Regions from separate parts of the Gossypium arboreum genome. Here region 2 is linked to region 1. A link is a contact called in public Hi-C data. All regions are on one chromosome and are shown on one strand. Each heading gives the region's core, a stretch centred on a gene start, on an enhancer-like site or on the middle of the called end of the contact. The rest is flanking DNA. Distances are from core to core; before and after follow the strand shown. Region 1 holds the start of LOC108485746 (secretory carrier-associated membrane protein-like). Region 2 holds the start of LOC108466983 (helicase-like transcription factor CHR28).

Evidence for each region. A called contact is a pair of places that touch in the nucleus more often than the background predicts.
Region 2: a contact with region 1 is called in a Hi-C map of leaf, with 5 times the contacts expected there. The contact joins the promoter of LOC108466983 here to the promoter of LOC108485746 in region 1. A contact is called at or near these places in 2 of 5 Hi-C or Micro-C datasets (both in leaf).

Annotation. Positions count from the first base shown.
Region 1 is chr6:42,392,179-42,396,547 of ASM2569848v2, reverse strand. It overlaps LOC108485746 (secretory carrier-associated membrane protein-like), which reads left to right and starts at 2,347. Exons shown (of 12, transcript XM_017789590.2): 1 at 2,347-2,606; 2 at 2,714-2,821; 3 at 2,910-2,972; 4 at 3,687-3,720; 5 at 3,908-4,030; 6 at 4,118-4,180; 7 at 4,279-4,369. The coding sequence starts at 2,544.
Region 2 is chr6:42,939,420-42,943,788 of ASM2569848v2, reverse strand. It overlaps LOC108466983 (helicase-like transcription factor CHR28), which reads right to left and starts at 2,319. Exons shown (of 12, transcript XM_017767416.2): 1 at 1,676-2,319; 2 at 1,105-1,180; 3 at 656-982; 4 at 1-531. The coding sequence starts at 1,837.

The DNA of each region.
Region 1 (4,369 bases), core at 1,098-3,597:
AATTTGATAATCCTAAATTACTTCGATGAGGTCGAGAGATAAACTAAACTAATTTATTTAACTTGGTAAAATTGAGCCCGAGAGATAAAATTAGACCAATTTAGGAGTATTAGTTATTTAGATCGCTAATTCAAAGGTTAACCAACCGTTGTTTGTTATCATATTTGTTAGATTCATACCTTGCTAGATTTACAATTTAATCCTTTTACATTTCTAGGTAGTTAATTAGTGTAATTAACCCTTTGTATGACTTGTCGTAATATAATTATTTAGTGATTAGTCAACTAGACTCTTTTAATTGCATTTCTGTAGTTTAGAAATCACTTAATCGCCGACTCCTTTGGGTTCAACCTTTGGAATACTTCAGTGTTTCGTTTCATTGGACACTATAATATTACAATTGACATTGTACACTTGCAATTAAAACTGTACTTTAAATTATTTTATAAAATTATTTGTTTTTTGCGCATCCGTGCACGTAATCAATCCCATTGGTGTGTAGATATGCAAACATTAAATTTTGTCCAAATCTAAATTAATATTTTGTGATAAATGCAATTTAACTTAATTTTAATTGTCAAGTTTAAGAATACAAATATTCATAACTTGTTAAATATGTCAGATTAATGTTCATTCAAATTGAGATTTTAGCGTTACATTTTGTAAAAAAAAAAAATTGAAGTGCATGCCTCACTAATTTAACATAACTTTGAGTTAATTGGACATTTGGATGATATTTATTTTACTTTTGGCCCATTCAGTTATTTATTTTATTTCATTTTTTTTATTTATAAAGTATTTCGTTAAAAATATTTTTTAACAAAAATACAAAAAATCAAGATTTTAAAAAAATCAAAAATTGAAAATTTACAATAAAAGCCCAAAACTTCACAAGGTTGACAATTACATCCCAAATTTCAAACAACTGTTGAGACAGGTGGTCTCCTCCAAAAGGCCAGCTACCTGCACAAGGAAATGGCAACAACCGCTTACATTCCTCGGCACCATTCCGCACGAGGCCAGCACAGCACAGCACAGCCATGCCACCGCAGCTCTATGAGGAGCTCATGCTCCTTCTCTCCTAGCTCCTATAGCAGCATCCAAAAATCAAGCAAAAAGAGGTTAGCTGCATTTTTATGAATTCAGAGCAAGAAAAACATTCTTTTTCAGCTTCCCTCAAGATTCAAAACCATCCGACTACACCCTTAACCCACCAAACCGCCCTTAGCACCTCACTAACCCAACTTCATCCCCAAACAACCAAGGCTCCCACCTCCATCACTATCTTCACCACTATCAACTCTCAACTAACCCCTAAACCAAACTTAAACCCTCTCCCACAAGCCTCCAACAACCATTCGGCCACTTCAACTTCACCATCCACAACCCGTTTAGTTAAATCGAAAAAAGGCAGAGAAAAAAACTCATCTTTATTGGACAGCGGTAGTCTCCCTCACGTTCAGGAGGTCCTGTTGCGGTTCCGCAGACGTCGGGCAGTTAAGGATAGCGAATCGACGGTAACCGATCGAGACTCCGACAGCGGTGACGGCGTTGAAATGGAGGCAATATTTCTTAAGGGAAACGGTTTTGTCGTGAAAGAGAAGAAGATAAAAAAGCTTTAGCTGAGACAGGTGGTCTCCTCCAAATGTCCCAAATTTGGGCTGATTTGTTAATGGACTTGGGCGGATATCCTCAAACGGGATTTCCAATAGGAAAATAAGAACTGTGAAGAACCTTCCAAGCCTTCCTTCCTTCTTAAAATATAAAATATATATATATATATATATTCACATTTAAAATCTAATAAAACTTAAATATAATAAAGATTATCAAAGAAAAAATCCAGCAAAAAAAAAGCTAAATCCTTAGATTTTTATGGATTTTATTATTAATTTTAGATTTATTTGAATGATAGATTTTTATTTGTCGAGTTTATAAATGAGTAATTTAAATAATTGATAAATATTTTATCTTTGAGATTGATTTACTATTATTAATTTGATATTTATAAATATATTTATACATTAAAATTTTTTAAAGAATATAGATCAATTTAAAATAGTATACTGAAACAAATCGATACCACAAAGCACAATAAAAAAACACCAAGAGACCAAAACAATGTTGATGGCGTTTTTAGTTTAAAGATAATCCTAACTTAATTTGGTTATTTAGGATTCGAATTTTGTGTGTAGAGGCGTACTGTTTATTTAGATGAAAGAAGATAAAGCATTTATCTTCCTATGAAATAACGTGCTTAGATGTTGTTGTTTACCAGGTCACTCTCCAATAGAAACACTGAACAAGCTATAAAACACTGAGTTTCTTCGATGAATCCGAAAGTTAAGACAAGAGTAGTTTATATATACCATGTTGCCGTCCTTCTCTTCTCGTCTCTCAAATTCCTTTTCGCCTTGGCTTCAACGCAATGGTACATCCCAACAAAGACAAACTTTGTAAATTCTTTCTCTCTCTATATAACACCACTTCTCCCTCGGTAAACAAAATGTCGTCTTCACATCCCAAGAACAAGAAAAGGAACCATGGCTGGTTACCGCGATAGGAACCCTTTTGACGAAGAAGAAGATCAAGTTAATCCTTTTTCCGTGAGTTTCATATCTCTCCATCCACTCTATATTTATAATTTATCCTATACACATATATATAGAATCTGTACGTAGTTTATGAGTTTGGATAATTGGTAAACATGCAGAACCCTTCACAATATTCGCACTCAAGGCTTCCAGCTCTTCCTCCTGAACCTGTCAGCTACAATTATGATCGCAATCCAGTCATTGAGATCAATCTTGATAATCCCACGGTAATTTCAAACCCACTTTTCTGGATGTTGTCCAACTCATCACATCAGCTTTTTTCTGACTATATGTATTATGATGCTTGAAATGTAGAATTTGAAGCAGAAAGAGAGAGAACTCCAGGCCAAGGAAGCTGAACTTAGAAGGAGGGAAGAGGTAATACATCTTTACAAACATGTTAAAAACTTGGCCAAATTATGTTTTTATTCCTTGTACTATCACTTCATAATTTTGCTTTAAATTGACTTTTTTTCCTTACTGTTATTACTTGTTAGTAAGAGAGATTAGTCCAAATCATGTTAATGCGTTAAAATGAAAAAGTAAGAATTGAATCCTATACTACTATCAAATCAGAATTTTAACTTCCCATGGATTCCACCGTACACTCAGTGTGAGATGTCAATCTTACCCACAAATAGCATCCTCCTTAGTCTTGTAGTTGTTAGGTGAAAGTAAGAGTTCAAATCCCATCAAGAGCAAATGTTGAGTTCTCCTTCACTCACCCCTCTAAACTCACTATTCCTTGAACTCCAGGCTCCAGCAGAGTCATTTTGAAACAAATTCGAGAGATAAAACTTAAGTATAAAATCAAACATAGACATTCCGGCTCGAACTTGTGGAAGAGATCTGTTAGCCGTCACCCTGGTGGACAATATTTCACAAAGTCTCTCCGAACGTTCAAAATCCCATCAACAACACTGTTTATTAATTATATAATGAAAAGTCAAAGCGTATACTATTCATAGTCACCATATTCATGTATGTATGTATATATCTTACGCAATGGCCTTTAGCAGTAGATGAATCATTGAATTGCCCTTGTTCGTAATTCTTACTCATTACCATCTTTCGCGGACATGCATTCATCAGGAAGTTAAAAGGAAAGAAGAAGCTCTAGCACGAGGTAATATTTGCCACTAAATTTTTTTGCAAATTTAATCTCTCTCTTCTGGGTATTTAAGCTTCTTCAAGTTCATTTTAGCAGGTTTGATGTTTTTATTCTTAAATTTGCAATGCAGCTTCTTGGTTTTAAAAATACATATATAAAATAATGATTGACCGTCACAAGGTTGATTTTGTTTTGGTTGTAGCTGGGGTGTTTCTGGATGTGAAAAATTGGCCACCGTTTTTCCCAATCATCCACCATGACATTGCAAATGACATACCTAATTATCTACATCGAATGCTATATGTAGCTTTCGCCACCTTCATAGGTATGTAAGCAAGCTGCTTGTCAAAATGCATAGCTAAGATTTTATTATTACAAACAAGATAGAATGATGAATGTTCATTTCATGCAGGGTTGATCCTATGCCTTTTCTGGAATATCATAGCTGTTTCCACAGCAAGCATCAAAGGGTCAGGTTGGATTAGAAATCCCGTTGCTACTCCTGGGTTTTCTTTCTTTTTCATTACAATCTTTAGATTCTGATGGTTGAATCTTAAAAACTATTACATTTAGGGGTAAGGATATGGTTCCTGGCTGTCATCTATTTCATTATAGGCGTACCAGGAGCTTATTTACTATGGTATCGTCCACTTTATCGAGCTTG
Region 2 (4,369 bases), core at 1,070-3,569, 550 kb before region 1:
TCCAGCTAGCTTCGTCTAAAGGTTCAGCAGAATGGGAGAAAATATTGCCAGATGTGATCAGTTTGTTATCTTCATTCTTTCCATAAACTGCTTGTTTGTTATTTGAAATGCAAGGTTGAGAATGAGTGAATGGCTGCAGCGAACCTTTGTCATCAAAGAGTCCATCATTGGCAGTGTATGAAAATTTTCCATAGGCTGGTAAAACATGTCCATTCCCTTCACCTTCAAAATGATGTTTCTTTACATCAGAGAAACCATTCATTGAGAGCTGTGACACGGACCTATTATCAATCTCACCCTGAGAATTGAATATTATCCTACTACTGGAGCATGCACTCTCAGTGGGAAATTCCACAACTTCACCCTCCTTACTTTCATCAAACATAAAATTTAGGGAACCAGGCGAGTGTTGCATTGAGGAATCAGCAAAATATGCATCATCTCCATTCATGTAACAACTTATAACTGAACAGGGATCATACTGATCAAATATTAAGTTTGTATTCTCATCAGCAGGGCTGTGCAAAGCATCTGAATATTCAGTAAACAAGAGTCAGCATTTCCACTAAAAAACTCGAGCACAGCAATAGGAAAAAATTTCAAAATGTACAACTAATGACAATGTTTAGATTGAAGTAGCAAGTGGGTAACATACTTTTGTAGCCGAACTCCTCTCTAGTATTCATGAACAATGAGATAGTTTTATCATCCACAAGATCAAATCTTAAATTATCTCCATGATCTAACACATGGTTGCCATCTATCTCAGAAAAACTAGATGCTGTACTACAGCTGGGAATCTCAACTCTCTCTCTGTAGGAGGTCCCTTGACAAATTGCAGACCACTCTTTAAAACTTGCAGAGGATGTTTGGACCGGTGAACAATCATGTGCAGAGAGTTCTAAATTCCCATGATAATAAAAGGAGCCACCAGTAGACCCTGCCCTAGCATCTGAATCATCGGAATTATTTCTTAAACAATCTGCAAAAGTAAACCCCGAGCAAGGCGATTCTTCAAACCCCAAGCAAGGAAATATCATCAAATTTTCATTATATATATAAAAAACAGAAACTTAGAAAAATGTTTGTGCAAAGAAATTTTACCACTTTGAAGCTGGATGGATTCAAGATCTGAGTCCCCTTGAGACATATTTCTAAGCGATGGTTCTTCTGGATTACTCTGCAATTTAACAAAAGAAAGAATAACCTATCTAGTAAAAGAATAGAAAACGAGATTGAACTTTTACCGAGAAACAAGGGCTAACAAAAAGCCATGAAATATCAGTTCCACAATCTATAACCTCGAGTTTAAGAGTGAAAGTACGCAAAGTCAATTACAATTTATGAGATGAATTTGGGTTCCAGATTCACAAATTAAGCAAGGAAGTACTTGAGTTAAATAAATTCCAAAATAATCATAGTAGAATGCAATAGTTCCAAATAAAGTAAGTTTAATTTCATTCAATCTCAAACAAGCTATGAACTATGTTCTCAAAAAATCAGCTAAAATAAGCAACCATTGACTCATTTCCTAGGCTTTCCAATGAAGAGTACGTGATCTATACAACAAATTCCCTTTCAAAATTTCACAATTAAGGAGTAGGATTCCACTAAAATCTTCACACTCCACACCCTAAAAGTGGCGCCAAATTAAACCGCAAAAGAAAGTAACTACCTGCGGAGGATCAGAGTTCTCCTCAAGAATACGATTGATGCTGTCGAGATCGATGCACATACCATCCCCAACGAAATCATCAAACTTATAATCAGCCGAGAGATCGCCACTTGACAAGATTCCGAAGCTATCATTGCGGTTATCTTCCCCCATCATCAACATCAAACAAGAAGAAAGAAACCGAGAACCCTTACTTGCTTTTAGAAACCCTAAAAAAAAAGCAGTTGTGAAACCCAGCCGATTTACCGGACATAAAGAAACAAAGTATTGGATCCAATCAACACGAATCGCATCACTTCAACGAAGAAATTAGAGAGAAGTTTCCTCGACAGTTGGCGTTGGCGGTCTTAAAATTAGATGCGACTTTTTGTAAAGAAAAAACAAATGTAAGAGAATCGTGAAAGAATGCGGTGGCTCCTTTTTGGGATTAAATAAGGATTGGTTATTGTAGAAAGACTTTTGCGCAGACGAATTTTAGAGTTTCCCATTTATATAAAAAAAATTTATATATTATCTTAAATAAATAAATTGTCTCAATTTCTTCGGTAGGACGGAGGACGGCGCGGAGAAGACAATAAGAGGGGTGTCAATCAAGGATCCGACGTCGTATTGGACTCTCTTTTTTACTTTTTTTTATTTAGGATGATTTTATAGCGAAGTTGCGGAAGTCGGTGGAAGAGACACGCGAGTAAAACGCGCATGATTTGATTTTTGGCGCGTGATTTGTACAAGGATGACTATGGATGCCCAAAAAAAAAAACACCGTGAATTAGCGATTAGATTTGATTTTGGTTAGAAGATAATTTATACTTATCTGATTACAAAGATAGATATAAATCGTCTCAACAAACCATTTCATTTGATTTTCTCAGTGTTACAATTTAGTTTTGATTAAAGCATTGTAAAAAGAGCTTATTTGATATAAAAAGAAGATAAAATTATTCCCAATTAAATTTACCTAGGAATAACCGGAGATTTCGTGGGTGGATGTCGGGGAATTTACGTCGCTTCGGATGTGCTCTTTCTCTTACTTTTCATCAATTTCAGATTTACATAACAACGGGATTGTCCTCTACGTGAAAAACATGATGTGCTACATTAAAAACAATAACATTATGTTAAACGCATCATTAGGTATCATATCTTAAAATATCAATAATCATTGTTTCTTTTAATGTAAGTCAAATAAATGAAAAAGCTATGGAAACATAAGCTTTTTTCTTTCCTCGATATTCTTAGTAACTTGCTTCCTATTATTCTTTGTTTTTATGCAGGTCTTTTGTGGTGAAAACAGAACTGTAAGCCATTGTTGACTTCTTCCATTTTTTTTTTTTGAAGACAAGACAAAATAAAGTTGGAGCAACTTGTATTTTTAATAATAATTAATATTAAATAATTACCTTTTTATAAAAAACAAAAACATAGTTGGTAAGAGAGTTAGAGGAGTTCTACATGTGTGTTAATATACTCCTTAATTGTGTGTTAATAATTGCATTTTTTTCTTAAAATTGGATGTTTCACAATTATTATTTCTAAATGTGTTTTTTCTAAATATTAATATTTCATGCATGAATAATATATACATCACAATTGAATAAAGAGGTGATACATCGCTAAAATGAATTTTAATTAATTTAGCTTTAAAATTTTATGATGATGTGTCATTATTTCAGTAACCGATGATGCATAGAATTATACATTATCAGTGTATTAAATATTAACTATTATTCAAGATTAAGCAAACTTAACATTAATGGGTTTGAAGGTCCATGCGGATAATCTTTGAAGAAAACTCGACATCCATAAGTGCCAAGGTCCTACTTTTATACTAGAGATTCATCATGCAATATGATTCCCACCATTTAGGTTATGATGAGATAACCATACCCTAACCTCGACACTTACGGATATATCATGGGTATTTTCGAAGATTTCGTCAATAGTTTTGTACTTCAACTAATACGAACTTGACCTTAACCAGTTAGTTTAACCTCGATACATATCGATGTATCGTGTAAGTGTTTTTTTTTCTTTGTTTTAATGTTATTTGTGTTATTATTATTTTTTGAATATGTTATATACTATATTATTTTTATTGTTATGGTAGTAAATTAGTTCTTTATTGGATGATATTAAAAATTATTGAAATTGCTAGTATTGTTCCTAATATTAGTAATTTGATATTTTAAAGGCTTAAGTGGCAAAATGAGAAACTGATTTATCAACTTAGTCCATTATAATGGATTGGTTGTGATGGTTAATATAGACATCGTATTTCAATTAGCTCATCCTATTAACATGACATTTAAGGACAATGTAACATTGGAGAAAATGAAAATGAGGATTCATAGGAAAACTTGAGAATTTCTCTCTTTGGAAAAACCAATCAAAGAATTTCATTATATCCTTTCTCAAATCGTTTTATTTTGTTTGATATTTCGTAAGGATAAGTAATACATGGATATAGCAAAATAAAATATATAATATATATATTTTCTGCTTCTATTTCTGTTAAAACTAAAACTAATAAAATCCCCTCAAATGACTAACTATCGATATTGGAGTATCCCGTAGTAATGAATGTGCACGTGATTTGGGATAGAGTAATATTGTTTGTTCTATCTATGTAAGACAAAAAAAACTCCACCTCGGAACTTCTAATTGAGATATGAATACTCTACACCGGTTGCACAA